3 separate regions of the Mus musculus genome follow, and regions 1 and 3 are each linked to region 2. A link is a contact called in public promoter capture Hi-C data. All regions are on one chromosome and are shown on one strand. The core of a region is the stretch at or near the end of the contact, and the rest is flanking DNA. Distances in the headings are between cores, read along the strand shown. Region 1 holds the start of Dnaja2 (DnaJ heat shock protein family (Hsp40) member A2). Region 2 holds the start of Snx20 (sorting nexin 20). Region 3 holds the start of Get3 (guided entry of tail-anchored proteins factor 3, ATPase).

What was found. Promoter capture Hi-C pulls out the DNA fragments that hold promoters and counts their contacts.
Region 1: a promoter capture Hi-C map of pre-B cells shows a contact between it and region 2, with 4 times the contacts expected there. The contact joins the promoter of Dnaja2 here to the promoter of Snx20 in region 2.
Region 3: a contact with region 2 is called in a promoter capture Hi-C map of pre-B cells, with 2.7 times the contacts expected there. The contact joins the promoter of Get3 here to the promoter of Snx20 in region 2. A contact is called at or near these places in 2 of 39 promoter capture datasets (cranial neural crest and pre-B cells).

What each region holds. Positions count from the first base shown.
Region 1 is chr8:85,554,105-85,556,804 of GRCm38.p6, forward strand. Dnaja2 (DnaJ heat shock protein family (Hsp40) member A2) reads right to left here and starts at 1,257. Exons shown (of 9, transcript NM_019794.5): 1 at 1,066-1,257. The coding sequence starts at 1,143.
Region 2 is chr8:88,634,842-88,637,541 of GRCm38.p6, forward strand. Snx20 (sorting nexin 20) reads right to left here and starts at 1,287. Exons shown (of 4, transcript NM_027840.3): 1 at 1,145-1,287.
Region 3 is chr8:85,023,937-85,026,642 of GRCm38.p6, forward strand. Get3 (guided entry of tail-anchored proteins factor 3, ATPase) reads right to left here and starts at 1,351. Exons shown (of 7, transcript NM_019652.2): 1 at 1,169-1,351; 2 at 242-389. The coding sequence starts at 1,329.

The DNA.
Region 1 (2,700 bases), core at 7-2,506, 3.1 Mb before region 2:
CAATAGTATTTACTAATAATATACCCAAAGTTACTGAAGAAAAATACAAATAAAACAACAAAGAAGATACTGAAACATTTTTTCTTTCTTTTTTTACAAACTATTATCAAATGTCTTTGATGGCCAGTAGCCAGACCAAGGAGACCACAATAACCAAACAAATTTTAGATTGAGTGACTACGTTTTACAGAAACTCAAGCACTACTACAAATTAAGCATAGGATACTTCTACCAAGTATCTCTCCCCATGCTGGCTGGCTCCTCTGCCTGCCCTCTAACAGGACACCCAGGAGGTCCTAAGTGATGTTTTACTCGCACACGGTCGGCTAACTGGGGTCTTAGGTGGTGGTGAAACTACATACTTTCAATTAAGCGATGTGGTTAAGCACCATGTAAGTCCTCACACAGACTCATGAATTATATAACACAGCCTACCATTTCCGGTAGGGTAACAGGAAGTCTTTTTCTTTGGACTTTACCAGTCCCAGTACTTACGGGACATTCTTATTTTTCTCAGTTTACAAATGCGGATTGGATCCCGACAGCCAGAGAAGATGCTGACTTTATTAATACCCCAAGTCCCGAGATGATTTGGAACTACTACAAAGGACAACAATAAGACGTGTCTTATTTTTAGGGAGTGCACGCTCAGGTGTTTGGCTGGGGCACACGACTCATCCCCGAAGCGGCCACGGGGTATTTAGATCTCCAGCCCACAGAACAATGCTTCCAAACAGACCCACGCCGCTCCAGCTGCCGGGCGAGCGAGGCTGAGGGAGGAGCCTGCTCAGCGCCGGGGGCTGCGGCCCTCAGCCCCACACCGGCGCCGGCGGTCAGCTCCTCCCCGGCCCGGCGGCGCGAGCACCGCGGTCCGACCTGTTTTTCCGGGTGGCCCCGGGCGCCGAGCTGGCGGGCCGCGTCTGCGCAGGGCCGGGCGGGCGGAGGCCCAAGGTCAGCCGAGCCGACTGCGCCCCCGCCGCCGCCGCGCCTCAGCCCGGCTCAGGCCGCCCAGACCGCGCAGGCCCCGCGCCCTCGCCCCGCCCGCCGGCCGGCTCGCTCCAGTACCTTCTTCAGCTCGTTCTCGCTAGCGCCGGGAGGGACGCCCAGGATGTCGTACAGCTTCGTGTCGGCCACGTTCGCCATGGCGGCCTGCCGGGCAGCACTCGCAAGCAGGCGGCGGAGCGGAAGGAGCGCGACCCGGACCACGAGCGGCGGCGGCGCAGGCCGAGGAGACGGCGCGGGGAGGCAGGCGGGGCTGAACTTTGACCCGGCGCAGCGCCATGACGTCGCCACAAGGCCCCGCCTCCGGGGCCGGGCGGGGCGGGGTTGGGCGGTGGGCGCCCGAGAGCGGCTGGTGGGGCCCTTTCCTGTCGCCGCTCCGTGACGCGCGAGCGACCGCGGAGTGGAGGGGAGCGGTGTGCGGCGTTCATAAAGAACTCTCGGTGCGGCTGAGGCCTGAGGGAAAGAAGCCGGCGTGGAATCCTCACGGGGTGGTCCCCCCGGGGCCACGGTGAAAAACAGCACGTGGGTGTGAGTGTGTGAGGTTCCCAAATAGCGAGTTACGCCCGTGATGTGATTTCATCAACACCTTCACTAACTCATTTCATCTCCTTAACTTCCCCCTCAGCACCTCTGCGTAGGGGAAACAATTTCATTCATAAATACTCAGATTTATACCTAGCAGACGAGGTTTTAAAGGCATAGCCATCCTGTCACATCGGAGGAAAGGACAAATCTTTTTTACACATTCCCAGTTGGTTTCGGGGCATCCAGATAAACCAAAGTCACCCTGTTCCACCGGGATCATGTGTTCAAGTGTCTCACTTGACAGCTTTAAAATTAGCTAACGCCAAAGGTTTGGTTGGCATAAGACAGTATGGCAGCGTGCCGGCACTTGGTGGCTGTCAGTCGAGTTTCGTTTTGCTTTAGCTTGAAAGATTTCTGTGCTTTACCACATTCCAGAATGTATAGCTTGCCTTCCAACTGGTTTTCCGATAGTAAAACACTTCTGGTCAGTTGAAAACCTGAACTGGGAAACAATTGCTCATTGGCCATAAGTCTGTCAGTGGAGGTGATACACCTTTCTTGTTATTCTTCTTGACCGAGTTTTGGAGGTCCTTCACTGCCGTGCTAAGACTTCTGAAATTTAACCTGAACGCTCAGAAGAGTCTCATGAGAAGTTAGATGCTCCTTCTGCTATTCAAAATGCCCCTTAACCTGTAGTGTTTTCCTTAATTCATAACCTGGTGAACCTTCCTGTCTTATTTGATGTTCGTTTTCCTGATAAGTATGATTTATGACATGAATGCTGTTCTCACATGTGAGTCAAAATTCTTTAATAGAATATAGCTTATCTATCTGGTTTCCAGGACTTATTTGGAGGTTTCTAGCAGGGGACCACAGCTATTTTATACCCTTTTGCCAAAGATTAGCCTCTCTTCTTGATCAAATACCCAGTTTCAGGAAGGGACATACAAAGAAGAAGAGGGAACACTCACCCACACACCCAGATCAGCCAAAATAACCCTGGGGCAGATGTTGAAGTCAGATCATCCTTCTTCTGACTTTGAATTTTACAAAGACCCCTAATCATTCAAGAGTGTAAGTCCTGAAATTAGATTGTATAAGCTGGGAGCTTGGCTCTGCCTTCTTTTAACAGTAAGCTTGGCTCTGCAATGTATTTTCTGAGGTTACTTCCTC
Region 2 (2,700 bases), core at 37-2,536:
GCTAAGCTCCTTGGTTTTTTGTTTTTTTAGTTTTTTGAGACAGAGTTTCTCTGTATAGCCCTGGCTGTCCTGGAACTCACTCTGTAGACCAGGCTGGCCTCGAACTCAGAAATCTGCCTGCCTCTGCCTCCCAAGTGCTGGGATCAAAGGCCTGCGCCACTACGCCCAGCTGCTAAGCTCCTTGGGGACAGAGGGTTCTGAGGGCTGCCTTATCACTCCACACCCTCAGTGGGAAAGATTTCTAGCCATCAGAACAAAGCACTGCAGATGTTGGGACTGGACTTGGCCCAGAGGACAGAGCAGAGTCGCAGGCTCCCACCCCTCCACCCCTTACTATCTTCTGTGCATGACAATCTTCATTTTCCGGGAGCCTTGGCTCTTGTTCCCCACTTCAAGGGGCCCTGCCCTCTTCAGTCCTCCTCCTTCATACACAGGGCCACTTGTAGAGCCGAGGCCACCTTTCTCGGGGGCAGGGGGAAGGTTGTGGGGGGTGGCTAATGAAAATCTGGTAGAATATAGTAAAAGCCCTTGCCCATAAGACAGAAGAACTGAGAGGCACCCATTCAAAGAGGAGGAGGAAGGAAGGAAAGGAAGGACAGGGAGCGGCAGCCCTGGCTGCGGGAGTTTGAGTTTAAGTCTCCTTTCTTTGTAGGGCAGCCTCCTCAGGTCTCCATTGAAGGGCCAGCCAAGGCTCCACCTGCCCTGAGCACCATGGGACCCCTGGGTGCTTCTCTGTGGAGCTTGCCGCTGGAAGCGCTCTCAGTTGGGTGTGCACATCAGAATCCCCACTGGGACTGGGGAGAGGAAGTGTTAGGAGCTCTAAGGCAAGCAGGCTGCCTACCCCACAACACCCAGACAGAGCTGGGGTGGGCTCCGGATTCTTACTCGGCTACAGGGTCCACCCTTTGAGAAATACAAGCCTGGACTTGTTCCCAGGAACAGGACCAGTGCCTGGCATTGCAAAAGGAGTCAGGCTTAGAGGTTGGAGGTGGGTTTGGCCCCAGTTTCTAAGGACAGCCCATACTCTCACCACCCTTGGTCCCTCCTAACCAGTACCCAGGGAGTTCCTAGAGGGCCTCTCAAGGACATCACTGGGTCTCAGGGCGCAGAAGCCAGCTACGCTTGGGGTCAAACACTGACTGACCTGGGATCTTCAGGCTTTGTGGGTTCGGGGTCCAGGAGAGTCACATGCCCCAGTCCGATCTCTTTTTGCAAGGTCCAACTAGATGGCTGAATGTCTGCCGCAATCCTGAGTTCTCCTTTTGAAAACAGGAAATGGGCTGAGTGATCTCCTTCAGGGGCCCCAGCTTATTGGTTGCTGAAAGATGTACATTGAACCTCCTAGACAAATATCTGCAGTACATCATACAGGCCACGTGGGTCAAGGCCACCAACAGGAGGACAGTTTAACTTCACAGCAGCTTTAAGCAGCTTGATACGTATTAGACACCCGAACGATAGCTGGCATTTGGAGAATTCATTTCAAAGTCCTTTGTTTTAGTCCTTTTCTGTGGCAATGACAGAAGACGATAAACTGAAGGAAAAAAAATCACACACACGAAAGTTTATTTAGTTTATAGCTCTGGATCCGGAACATGCAAGAGCACACTGGTAGTGTCTGTGAGGGCTGTCCTGCCGCATGTGACATGCCATGGTAGGAGGTGGACAGACAAGAGAAAGCTTACCTTATGCACCCCAGTTTCACAGTTACAGCATAAATCCCTTTATGAAGACTGTCCTTATGACAGTCAACTCTCAGAAGACCCTACCTCCCAAACCCATTATGTTAGGGATCTCAGTCTAACATGAGGATTTGGGGATACATTCTTTTAATAGTTATTATCCTAGCTATGAGCTAGGCATAATGGGGCCCTTCGTGTTCTGTTGACAAGCTGGAGAACTGAGGTTTGGTGCATGGAGCTGGTGGGATGCGGAGCCAGTGCCTGACACAGAAAGGTCATGGGATAGGCTAGGGTACGGCCCAGGTGGACATCTTGCACTCCCCTGGCTGTGAATGAGCCAGGCTGTACCTTCTCTACCCTTGGCATGGCTAATACTTCTTGAAGCCATTCTACAGTGTGGGCAGGGGTGTCACCTCATAGCTTACAACACTGGGTCCCACAAAGGATAATTATGGTAGACATTTTACAGGCTTATTTCCCACCCATCTCTTCTCCGTTGGAGTCCATTGCCTTCTTTGTCTTTTATCGAATTGCGTTAATGGCTGAAGATAGGCCGAGAGGGTTCCTTTGGGTACATGTGCTTCTTAATCTCTTTTTCCTCCCGAGGCTCACATTTGCACTGAAAGGATCTTGTGATGAATAGATGCTGTCTACCATGCTCAACTAAATCAATCTTGCTTTTCACTGTCACAGAGGTTTCGCCCTCATTTGCATCTGCTTCAACCCCACAGGCCCTCAGGAAGCTTATGATGAGTCAAGGTGTACAGAACACTTAATGGTGTCATGCTGAGCGTGTGAGGCTGGCAACTGAGGGCATACTAAAATCCTCATCGTTTGCCTTTCTGCTCAGGACTCTGTACAACATCCTGCCTCTCTGCACCACCATCACTATCATACCAAGAACACACATATCCATAAGAATTTGGTTTTGGCAAGAGCTTGAGAGAACTACTGTGCATGGCGTGCCTCTGGCTAGCCAGTCCCAGCTGCAAGGGCCGGATCTCATTTGCCTCTGCCT
Region 3 (2,706 bases), core at 101-2,600, 3.6 Mb before region 2:
GGTTGGGGCCGGAGAGATGGCTTGGTGTTCAGAGTACTGGCTGCTCTTGTAGTGGATCTGGGCTGGATTCCCAGCACCCAGATGGTGGCTCACAGCCATCTGTAAGTCCAGTCCCAGGGGATCTGATGCCCTCATCTGGCCTCCATGGGTACCAAGAATGCACTCTGGGTAAAACACCTGTCACTAAAACAAGATCTGCCTTATGGGGACCTCAGGCAGAGCTGAGGCCAGCTTTACTTACCATAGCAAAGAGGTTGTCATAGCCTTTGACCTTGGTAGGCACCTTGGAGAACTTCTGGTCAAAAGCATCTGAGATGTTGTGAGCTGGGTCTGTGGAAATGATCAGAACACTCTCACGTCCCTTCGACAGCTGGACTGCCAGGCTGCAGCTGCGAAAAAGAAACGTGAGAAGATGAGGAGTGAGGAGTCAGTTTTGGTAGTGGTGTTTGTAGCAGGATCTGCAAGGTCAGGCCACAGAAACCTGGATCTGCAAGGACCTTATGACCAATGTATAGGTCCCAGTGAGATCAAGCCTTACTTAATCCTTGAAGAAATCACCACCTGACTTCGATTCCGATAGGACTGGTGTGCAATATTCAGCTGACTGATAGGATCTTTTTGAATGCCTGTTTCTGCTTTTTTTTCCCCTCCCTTTTTGGCACTCAGTGGCACAAACCAGCTGTCCAGCAGGCAGAATGCTTTCCCTCCCTCCCTCTACTTGTTCAGGACAATGTACTTCACCTCTCAACGAACCGAGGCACCATAATCACGTGCCCTTTCCACTCCGTTTTACTTCTTCCCTCTCTGGCATCAAATAGAAGTCTGTTATACTAAGACAGCTTGCCTTAGTGTCGCTCCCTCTACTCTGAACTCCCTGGGGGAGGGTGGGGGGGGTACTGTCCGGCGGGCTGCGGGATTTACGTGTTCCTCTGCACATCCCACACGCTGAATTCACAAGACCCAAAGAGAGATGATCCAACCCAGGATGCTAGGCTTGCATTCAGGAGGTATCTTCAGCAGGCTGCAGTAATTTCCAGAGAGAAACAACCCCGTAGAGCCATGCTCAGTTCGCTTTGCCCCGCTCGGGAAGAGAAAGCCGGTCCCTGTCCTCCCTTTGGTCCAGTGGTACATCCCACCCGTCCTCTGGGCCCCGCTAGAGTCTCCTTACCTGCAGGTGGTCTTACCAACGCCACCCTTGCCCCCGACGAAGATCCACTTAAGGCTACGCTGCTCGATGATATTGCTAAGCGTGGGTTCCAGCGGCTCCACATCAGGTGCATCCTCGAACTCTTCTGCTTCAACCCCCCACCCGGCCACCCCCGCCGCCATCTTGGACCCGGCTCACGTGATTAATCGGGGCGCACCACGTGCTAAATACGTACAGGGGAAATGAGTCTGCCACAGCCCTGTACAGGCTGGAAGTCTGACTTATTTTACTCCTGCATTGACATTTGGAGATAATGAGCGCTATCTTTTCACCATTTTATGAGTCAAGGGCTCACCTTTGTGAACTTTTGTCTGTAGTTTTCTAAGGATTCCCCTGTCTCGCGGACATATTGGTATGACCCAGACTACTGCTCTTCACTGATTGGGCCCTGAGTCTTGCGGCACTCTTTTCATTGGATGAATCTTGTCTTACTTCCACTAGTCACGCTCAAGTCCCTGCAGGCGTCAACCTCTCCTTAGCAACCAGGCAAACATCCTGGCCAAGCTTTTTGCGTGAAGTTAGAGCAGAGGTAGCTCTTGATTCCATAGGCTCAGTTTCCTGATTATCATTTCCCCCTTACTTTCTGTGTTGGACCTCAACATCTCTTCCGGTCCTCCAGTTACCCAGTTGGTTGTGAGCCACATGGTTTCTGTCGCAAACCAATTACGAACGAACTGGTTATTTGGCTGAGGGTCGATTAAAAGACTCCATTTGCTGCAGAGTATGCAGACTTTCCCCCTGTGTTCCCGGAACTCCCATGTTGGGCAGGAATGATTCCTGCAACAAGTCGTCCTTGTAGAAAGAACTTTAATTTCTGAAACTCTTATTGCGCTTGGCACTCTGCTTTCTCTCTGGGTGTGCTCCAAGTTCAGCAAATGCAATTTTAATCGAGTCCCTGTCCTTGGGAAAGAATACAAGGGTCCTTAGTCCCTTCATGCAGTACGCAGCTCAAAACATTAAGTCTTAGGTTCTCAGCCTGGAAATACGTTCGGCTTCATTTTAGTGCTCCAGCCTCTTTAAATACTAATCTCAGGCAGTGTCTAGCTGCACGCAGCCAGCGGTTTTCTTTCTTTCTTTCTTTCTTTTTGGTTTTTCGAGACAGGGTTTCTTTGTGTAGCCCTGGCTGTCCTGGAACTCACTTTGTAGACCAGGCTGGCCTCGAACTCAGAAATCCGCCTGCCTCTGCCTCCTGAGTGCTGGGATTAAAGGCGTGCGCCACCACGCCCCGCTGCCAGCGGTATTTTTATTTCAAGCTAAGAGATTAACTTCAGAGACAGATGTCAAACCTGGAGATGCTTCCATTCTAATAGGAGGTATCAAGTTAGATATGCTTTGTAGACCTAGTTAGGGGCCACACAAGTTCCCAAGGGACAATTGAAAACACAGGCTCCAAACAAGATCCGTTCAGTTACAGAGTTCTGGTGGCTGCCTGGGATTGTTCTCTTAGCCCTTACAGGGGGCCTGGGTCCCAAACGATGGTCCCATTCTCGGGGAGCTTC